Regions from separate parts of the Drosophila melanogaster genome. Here region 1 is linked to region 2. The links are chromatin contacts, called in public Hi-C maps. All regions are on one chromosome and are shown on one strand. The core of a region is the stretch at or near the end of the contact, and the rest is flanking DNA. Distances in the headings are between cores, read along the strand shown.

What was found. Hi-C and Micro-C count contacts between places; a contact is called where the count stands out from the background.
Region 1: a Hi-C map of the Kc167 cell line shows a contact between it and region 2, with 3 times the contacts expected there. The contact joins the promoter of CG11629 here to the promoter of CG31612 in region 2. A contact is called at or near these places in 1 of 1 datasets of contacts at CTCF or cohesin (the Kc167 cell line), 30 of 107 Hi-C or Micro-C datasets (the Kc167 cell line, the ML-DmBG3-c2 cell line, the OSC cell line and 14 more) and 1 of 6 datasets of contacts at active chromatin or transcription factors (the Kc167 cell line).

What each region holds. Positions count from the first base shown.
Region 1 is chr2L:21,896,336-21,901,039 of dm6, reverse strand. CG11629 reads left to right here and starts at 2,751. Exons shown (of 1, transcript NM_136281.2): 1 at 2,751-4,374. The coding sequence starts at 2,779. The coding sequence ends at 4,170.
Region 2 is chr2L:21,793,334-21,798,671 of dm6, reverse strand. CG31612 reads left to right here and starts at 3,225. Exons shown (of 4, transcript NM_165400.3): 1 at 3,225-3,278. It overlaps lncRNA:CR44269 (long non-coding RNA:CR44269), which reads left to right. Exons shown (of 2, transcript NR_124419.1): 2 at 1-629.

The DNA of each region.
Region 1 (4,704 bases), core at 1,502-4,001, 100 kb before region 2:
GTGGTTCTCTTAGTTGTCTTGGCTGAAATTTTTAAATTTTAAAATAAAAAGGCAAGTCATTTTTTAAAGCTGTGCTCGTCGGCACTACAATCGGCATGCGCATCTCAAATTTTTCAACTTTTATAGTTTCCGAAATGGAATCGTTCCTACGGTCATATAGACGGCGGGCAGACGGACATGCCCAGATCGACTCTAGTAATCCTGAGTAAATCCCATGAGTGAATAGGATGCAAAACAACATTCGACAGTTTTATTTTTTTTTTTTTTTGAAGAAACCGATAAGATTTACATAAATACTAAATTCGTACATGGGTAAGTGATGCGACATTTTTTTACTTCTTACTTTTACCTCTTATATTATATTTTATATGATCAATAATCGAGTCGATCTAGCTATGTCCGTCTGTCCGTATGAGATGCAGCATACAAATTCTAGAGACAAAGACGCAGCGCAAGTTTTTTTACCCACGTTGCAACGCCCACTCAAACGCCCACAAATCCCACTGAACTGCCGTGCCCACACTTTTGAAGGACGTGTTGATATTTTTCACATTTCTATTTGTCTTGTAAATTTCTATCGATTTGCAAAAAAAAAAAACTTTTACCCACACTTTTGAACCAATTCTAAATTTTTTTCTCATTTTATTCCCAATTATCATTTATCAATATCTCAGAAAAATTAATCAATTTTGCGTTTGCATTCACACTAGGTAAATAACGGGTATCTGATAGTCGGGGAACTCGACTATAGTATTCTCTCTTGTTTTCTGCTTAATTAGGTAAATATACATACACATATTTTTCATATTTTCAAAATAACTGTTTCCTTATTTAACGTGGTGGTTTTCTCCAAGCTTTATTGGTGTATATTACAATGTGATAATATAGCATACATATAGCTTACAAGATTCTACTATCCTTGAATTGTAGGATGTTCTCAAAAACAAGGATAACATTTGAAATTTGAAAAAGACAAATAATAAAATGAAGCAGTTTCCACAGTGTGGGCGTGAACAGTATTTTTCCTCTGAACAAACTACTTTTTCACAGTCTCGCACTCGTGCCTCCAAAATATCCGAAATTTTAGGTCGAACATCTTGCAACGTTCTTGTGCTTATGGAAGTCTTATCTACTATCTACTGATCATCAAATGCGACCAATATTGTCGTTAACCAGCTAATACTCTCCAACTCCAATTGTGATACTATAATTATCTGTAAACGTAAATACGATTTCAGATTCCTTACCAACGGAATTTGCTGTGAACTTTCGTCGAACGTTGTTTTGAAATCCCAACCGACACAAGCTACTGGGGTTTTGTTTATTGTGCGTTGTTAGTATGTGTGTGAGTGGGGTGCTGCGGAAGTCGTGCGTCGACGCCTCTGCCGTTTACGCCGTCGAAGAAGAAGAAGTGCCGGTAATTCAGCACTTGCAGCGCTGTTTGCTGGTGTGTGTGCGTGTGTGGTTTGGGTTTGTTTGCGTTTTTGTTTCTCCCAATTGAACGCTCTCTCGTGCAGCGCTGTTTCCAATCAGAGGGGAAGAGAGAGAAAGAGAGAGAGAGAGAGAACAAAAGAGCGAAATTCCTATTAGTTTACTCTTTATTTCCCCTTTTGCAGAGACAGCTGCGGTTTCATTTCAGCCGTTCCTATTGCCCCGTTTTTCCCCTTATACAGCGTTTGCTCACCCCCGTCACTTTTCAGATCTGCTTTGCTTTCCCCTCTGTCAAGCAGCGGCGCACAACGCGGTCTCGCTCTCGCACCCAATAGAATTGGGCTAGATTAAGTTTTGTTTCTTTTCCCCCTTTTAGTTGTTTGGTTTTTTGAGTTTTCCTTGTTCTTGCCTTCGCGGAGGGTTAATTGTTGTTGGTGCCAAAGTGAAGCACAATGGTTGACGGGGAGGTGTATTGTCATTTACCGTCCAGCTTTTTTTTTGCAATCCTCAAGCTGACGGTTATTTCACAGTTCTCCCTTCTGCCTACCTTCACCTAGCTACACCAACATGTGTATACACGTATAATAGTTCGTCCCCAGGTGAGAATGCATCAATACACATCATATGTACATATGTATGTGTAACAAAATACAACATATGTACATATGTATTTTGATGCCTTATACAAATTATAAGGGATCTCGCATACGTATGTACATACATACCGAGAGTAAGTTTTCTCTATTTTTGACAGCTAATTTCAATTTGAGTAGCCCAGTTATGAGAACGATGAAGATCGTAACTGTGTAACTATGCAACATAAACCTGAATCGCAGACAGTTATCTGAATTAATCTGAACAGGCGGAAAGAAAGAAAGATATAAAACGGTCTGTTCATTAACAACATTTAACATTTAAAAGTAAACAATTTTAACGCAAAGCCCAATTGAAAAATAAGTAATATATAACTATTATAGTTCGTGACAGAAGAGTCGAATCGATTATGACTGGCATTTTTGTTTTGTAAATGTCTTTCAAATGTATCCACGTTGTCACAACCGTCGAGATTTCGTACTGGTTTTGCTGAAGACGACTATCCCGCGTTAGCCAGACTGCGTAGCGGATTTGTGGTATCTGCCAGGTGGATCAATTCCTGCCGACCACTTCTAGCACAGGAACATTACAAAAAGTTAAGCAGAGCTGGGATTAATCCGATTGAGTGGCTTGGACATATTGGACAAATACATATGTGCATTTTCTCACTTGAGACGCCCTTTACAAATTTCATATGACAGTTCTATTTTAGTTGGGGAAAATATATTTTGAACTAAAACAGTTATTGCGAGAATGCTCAGCCTGAGGAATGGAATCTTCGCGGGCAATCTTCTCGGCAGCGGCTTTTGCCTTCAGCGATTTGCGCCCTGTGCCTGTCGCTCTTCGCGAAAGCCTCCGGCGGGAAACTCCCCGAAGAACCCATACAAGCAGCTGAACAATGACTCGGTGGAGGAGAAACGCCTGTCGGTCCTGATGGAGCTGGGGTGTCGATGTCCGCAGAAGTCGCACAAGGAGCGTTGGTTCCTCACCAACCAGCGCATTATTTTGGCCCTGGCCACGACCCTGAATCGTCCGCCGGATTTGGTGTCAGACTTTTTGCACACACTGACCCTCCAGAACTTTTCAGAGATCCTTCATCCCGCCGAGACGGAGACCTTAAGCCCCTCTTGTAGAGTTCCCTTTGTGAACTGCGGTGCCTGTGAGAACTTTATGAGAATTTTCGATACTCATGGGAATGTAAGGAGCCGCCTTAGCCAGGACTCACTGCAGCTACTAATGAGCGCCGTGCAAACTGTTTTGAAGCAATCTCCACCCACTGAGCTCCGTGCATTTGATGCAGGCGTTAGCGGCCTACGAGGGACACTTAAAAGGGATTCCATAGCGCGTAGAGCTGGTATCGATCACGACTCAATCGCTCGTCAAAACGGCAGGAGGCGATTAAGAAACTCGGAAGCCAGGGCCTCAGAAAACAGAAGTCATCTCAACACCGGCCTGGAGCAACGCACAGCAGGAGATCCTGGATATGTTTTTGGATCCAGCCTTGAGTCCGCGGGCTTAGATGTCATGCACACGCCCGAAAAATGGGTTTTCACGGATTCTTTAGCTTTAGAGCGGACCAGGCGGCTCGCCAAATTGCTCATTCGCGTTAATGATAAGACTTATCTGACGCGCGATACTGAGAAACTAATAACTGCCATCAAAGACCTCAAATTGGACAGCAATGTCACAAATCCAAAAAAACAGCCGCCACGGCATAGCATCAAGGCCAATGTAAATTCCGATTCGTACTATGAAAGAGTCAAGGCTTCTGCTTCGAAAGCCGTGCTCAAGAGCCACTCGGCACGCGGCTCGAAGAAAAGGAAGAAGGCCAGCGATGTTGAGCCTGTTCCTAAGCGGACCACGAACCGAGTGTATTATGGCGATCCGCTCCCGGTGCTCCTGCACGAACCATTTAATCGTGAAAAGCCGTGGACGTGGTTGCGCCGACATCCCCAGCAGATGCGCATGGATGAAAAGGGTCAGGTGACACAGGGAAATATCCGTCGCTACCGGCGCCAAACCGTAGAGCAGATGATGCAGAAAGCTAAGGAGCGATCATCGGTGATCACTGTGATCTCAACAGGTGACGAAAACGATTCCGTGAATGCGCAGCCCATGTTTGGTCAGGAAACTTCCGGGAACTAAAACAAGGGCTCTCCCGACCGTGAATTTTTAAAATTCCTTGGTAACGAAAATACTCGAAATTCGCATGGCAAATATTCTGTATGCATGTCAGTGATCCATGAACATTTATAATTCAATAAGGATACTCCACATAACGTGCATAAATAAAAATGAAATACATTTTCCTATTGCAACTTGGAAATGTATTTAAATATGCTTAGATATACTTATAGCATTTCAATGTGTTTTTGAAGTGCAAGCTTCTGAAAGCCAAATAATCAAATGTACAAATTACTTGATGGTTAGATCGTAGTCCCTCTTCAGTTGCCGTCCCAAAATTTGATGTTAAAGCTTGCTTTTTCGATAGTTTACCGCCCTGCGGTGCGTCTATTAAATGTGCCATCCAATGGCATTGGAAATCTGCCTAATGTCACCGCGACTGTGCTGCTAAATCATTTTGATAATGTCACCCGAGGGGCAGAGGGCCCCTAAAGAAGTCGCCTGCCTTTTGGGCGCTACGAATATTATTTTTAGACCGCGCCGCCGCGGTCGCAT
Region 2 (5,338 bases), core at 1,976-4,475:
TCAGGCCGGGCATCGAACGACGAGCACTGGGCGCGCATTTTGGGATGGGATGATGTACGACGAATGTCCTGCTACAGTCGCAAGCACACACACTCACACTGGTGCACAAACCGTTCATTATAAAGGAGTCAGGTCGTCAGGTGAGCTGAGCGAGAGACAACGCAACCGCAGGCAATCACTGGCAACAGGCAACACAAATTAATTATTAATCAACGGGAGAAGAAGCATCTGAAGGAAGTGGGGACCGTAACCCTCCCCTTCAACGCTCGATCCGCGATCGTCCAGCCACGAGAGTGATTTATGCCCTCAAGTCTCTGCTCCCAGAGCTAACGAATCTCAGAAAGCCAGCCCCTATCCAAGCCCCAATGCCAGACCGAAACCAACTGACAATGTTCCGGCCAAGATGGACGATGCCGATGGACGGCGATGGAGATGAAGACTAAGCCCAAAACCAAGACGAAGACGAAGGCCATGCAATCAAGCCCGGCCAACACTCAGCGGTAGATCGCACACAAGGTCAAGCACTCAAGCAAAAATGCCGGTGCTTGATTTTTAATTTAGTTTTAATTTTTTTTATATATTTTTTAAATACTTGGCTTTAAACAACATATGAAGCGATTAAATTAAACAGATTAACTTACATATAGCATTTGGGTATGGGAAAAACTTTTATTGTTATTATTTGCCATTGACTTATGGATTACCCAGATTTTTTAGAATGTAGGGAACTTTCATATTCTTAAAACGGGGATTTTCTTTAGTTTTATTATTGCGTTTTATTAGCAGATATCAATTTAATTCAATACAAGAGAGAAGGCTATAGTCGAGTTCCCCGACTATCAGATACCCGTTACTCAGCTAGTGTGAATCCAAACGCGAAATTTTATAATTTTTCTGGAATATCGGTATCGATATTGGGAAATAAAATGAGAACAAATTATAAAATTGTTCAAAAGTGTAGGCGTGAGCGGATCGGCGGCTTTTGGGCGTTAAAGCCATGGCAAACATTTTTTGCAAATCGATAGAAATTTTTAAGACTTATAAATTTATGGAAAAATTTCGAATTTCGAAATTTCGTTTTGTGCGGCTTGTGGGCGTAAGCCACTAACATGGGTCAACAAACTTGCGCTGCGGCTTTGGGTCTAGAATCTGTATGCTCTCTCTTTTATAGTTCCTGAGATCTCGACGTTCATACGGATAGACGGACATAACTATATCGACTCGGCTATTGATCCTGATCAATAATTTATATACTTTATATAGTCGAAAATGCTTTCTTCATCCAACGAATCTTTTGTAGTATACCCTTTTACTGTACAAGAGCGAACGCTGTAGTCGTGCTCCACGGGGTGTACGAAGGGCACAAGATATACTTCATTTGATTAAAACTGATTCTACATTCTTATCTAGTACACTTACAATCTAGTATACTTACATATATTTACTGTCCTGATGTAGGGTAGCGATGACTCGTTTTTCTCGCTTGGTTTCGGAATCTGACTAAAATATTGAGAAACTGTAATATATAACCAATATTTTTCGTTGGCTATAATGTCTGCTGCAGGGCGTCCAGCAAGAAGACTTCGCCGCTCTGTGAGCCTTTTGGTTCCACCCATATCAGTCAGCCCCCAAGTACGTCAGTCAGTCAGCGAATGGATGTTGTCCGTTGGTCCGGAGTCAGTCCGCCCGTCCGACTCTGACTGCCCATCGCACATGCAATGGCCGCAGCATTATCATTTGGGATACTCAGATCTTGGCGTGTCGAATTCAGCTTGCGGTGTCCGGGGTCCGCGCGGCGGATTGTGGAGATGGTATGGGAGGGCCTCAAGTTGCAACACAGACACTGGGCGAATCAGAAATGCCAGAATTGAAATCGCAGTTTAAATCATTTCTCGGTGGAACTGCTGCTTCTTCAGCGCCTCCTCGCCTACATGGTGCCCAGTCACAATCGCCTCAAATCTCGAATAACAAATCGCATAATTACGGGGAAGCGGCTGTCCATTGCGTACCCTCTCGCTCCCACTCTCTGCCATCAGTGCGTCCCGCTCTAGTCTTCTGCCTGGCAGCCAAACGAAGACGAAGGAGCGAAGGCTCGAGACGGCGATGCAATTCGGATATGAAATATTTTAGCTAAATGGCAGCCGAAGAAACAAAAATGTGGGATTGAAGCGTATAAATCAGCGGGTATTCGCTCCGTTGCCCTCTGGAGCCCACCTCTCATTTCGGTCCTTTGGATGCTGCATCAATATGTGGATGTGCAGCGGCTGTGTGGTGTCTATGTGAAGCATAAAATCAACCTGAGGCGATAAATCGAAAAGATTTTGCGCTGAACACGCAATTAGTTCACCTCTAGTGGAGGATTCCAATGACATGGAAAAATGGTTTTGATTTCGCAATATAAATGGATTTGCCTTGTGTCCCCGATTTCTATGGACACAACTGAAGGCAGAATATGTGTGAAATGTTTTCTTTGATTGGTGAATTAACATTCTTTTCTTTCTCTATCTACTATAATATACAATATTTTTTATTTATTTTTTTTTTAATTATTGCTCTTTTAAATATACGAACCAAACACACGTTAGAAAATATTGATATTTTCGGGACTTTACGTTGGACAAAACCAGACACTGCTATTCTTATGAACAGCATAAAAGTTGTGAATTTGCTCAAGAATTTAAGCAGAAAAGGATAACATGAAAAACTATTGGGATTTTCTTTTTATTCCTATATACACATTCCATTTTACAAAAATAAGTGAAATAAAAAGTCGATTCCAAAAAGGGAAAATACCTTTGTATTTCTTAGTTTCCCTCGCACTGCTATTTTATTGAACACAGCTGTAAATACATACATATCTGGGACACAAACGATGAGACACAACTGCGAAACATATTCTACACCTTAAAATATTTAAATAAGAAGTAAAAAAGAGTTGAGTAAAAAAACTAGACAGAACCGATCCAAATATTCTTTATTAAGATCAATAGCCATCTCAATCTATCCGTTCGTATTAACCTCGAGACCCCAATAGACCTTAACCGTTAGGAATTATAGCTCGATAAATGTATATATGAAAAAGATCACGAAGTCCAATCAAAAAAAATTGTAAGTAAATTACCCCCTAATCAGAAATCTCTGGTGTTTTTCGAACTTAAAAACCACTCAAATATTCGAACTTCTCTCTCTCAGTTGCACAAACGATTTCGAATTTCGAACTTCTTGTGGGAGAAGCAACTCGTCGCGTGCGTCGTACGCTTGCTGGTGAAAAGTGCGCTGTGAATTATGTTTTATTATCTGTGTTTTACAGTTTGTTCTATCGAATTTAAATGAAAATACGCATCAGCAACAGTGTTTAAGCTCTGCTTTGATGAGAAAAAACTATTTCCTCTAATCCAACCTTGCTACTTGCACTCCGATCCACAGGTTCGTAATATACATATGTATACCCCAAAATTATAAAATAAAATGAACATATTTATGTTTCGACTTGAACTAAGGTAAATACTATGGAATTATTGTTTGGTAAATACATTTTGGTTGCTTTTGGCCATTAAATTGTCATTAATTAAAGGTTTGCTTGCATACCGACAAAAATCAGCTGTTTTGCGGTTTGTAGGGTCAGTGGCGTACATCTCAAGAGGGGGTTAAAACATTTTCGTGTAAGCTAACAACTTGAAAGAATCTATTAGTGGTTGATATGGTACCTATGTTTTGTGAGTACGTTTAAGAACTAATAAATAAATATTTCGTTGTTTATTATTAGCGAAATGTTACCATATATTTTGTAACAATTTCCTAGTTCGAGACCCTCATCCGAACGCCTCTGTCCACAGACTGTTTTCGAAAATTCGACAAGCGAAAGAGCAAGAACAGTTATTGTCTCGTGAGCACAAGAGCGCGACCGGTTTCTGTTTCGCTCTCGCATGTTTGAGTGATTTCGAAAGATGGATGAGTTACTTCGAATTTTATGGGAGAAACAAATTTAATTCCATTTGTCGCCATTTCTGAAAAAATTAATCATTTTACAAATTAAATCGGAAGAAAATAAAATGAAATAAAAAATAAAGGTAAACCAACAATGCGTCGACGAATACATAGTAACGAAAAAATTCACTTTTGTTAAGTTTTTTCAAACATTTAACGTACATGTACATGATTTAAAATATTATTCTTTGCTATTCAAAAAATGTTACTAGGATTGCATCTCCCTAGGATAATATATTATTAAATAAACAATTACACGGAAAACTTGTTTTTTTCTACACCTATTACTTGTTGTTTAAAAAGGACATAGAGAGAAGAGTTGGTCCGTTTGATGGTCGAGACTTCGGAAACTAAAAAAGCCGAAATTTTTAGCTATCAAGGTTTTTGCAGAATGTTGCCGAGCCCACGTCAACGTCCACAAAACCGCCAAAAAATTTACTCCCACACTTTTACAAAATGTTTTCAGTTTTCTGCCCTTATAGTAAAATGGTATACTAGATTCGTTGAAAGAATATATGTACATATTCATAAGTAGATATTATTATAGATGATACTTATGTAGTAGCTCATTTTCATTATGTGTTATCTATAGGAGCTGTATTTGCTATTATATCAGGTTTAATTCATTGATACATATGTATCAATATATGTACATATGTATCATTCATTGATAGCCCAGTCGATCTGGCCATATACATATGCCCGTCGTTATAAACGTCGAGATCAGGAGACTAAGCATACAGATTCTAGAGACATTGTAATAGAAATGTCAATTGCCAATTTTTATAGATTCTTTGTACCAAAAACATTTTGTTTACGCCCCTCCTAACTACCTACAAAACGCACAAAACGGCCAGGACAACATATTAGAACAATTTTGTCATATCTTCTCATTTTATTTGCCAAAATCGATATAATAAATATCGCTATGACAAAAAAATGATGACATTTAATCTGATAGTAGTGGAACTTGACTATAGCATTTTCTTTTGTTCTTATTTTCCCTTTTTCTTTCTCCAACTTTTATCAATATGCAAAAACAATTTTTTTATGTATGTAAAAGCTATAAAACATAAAAAACAAAATTTTTTAAGGAATTTCCTTGTTTCAAAATGTTTTCATATATCCAAACTATTTCTAAAAGGAGCCCTAAACATAAACGCAAACATATATCCTCTTTGGTCTATTTGGAAATTAATAAAACGGACTTTTGCATGGAACGAATTTAAGCCAGCCTATAGTCAAGGTACAAAGCTGGTAAAAGTGCGAATTAGAATTTTCAACATTTTTCTGACATATCGATCGAAAGAAATATAAACTAAGTAGTAACGGGTAAAAATATTAACCAAAG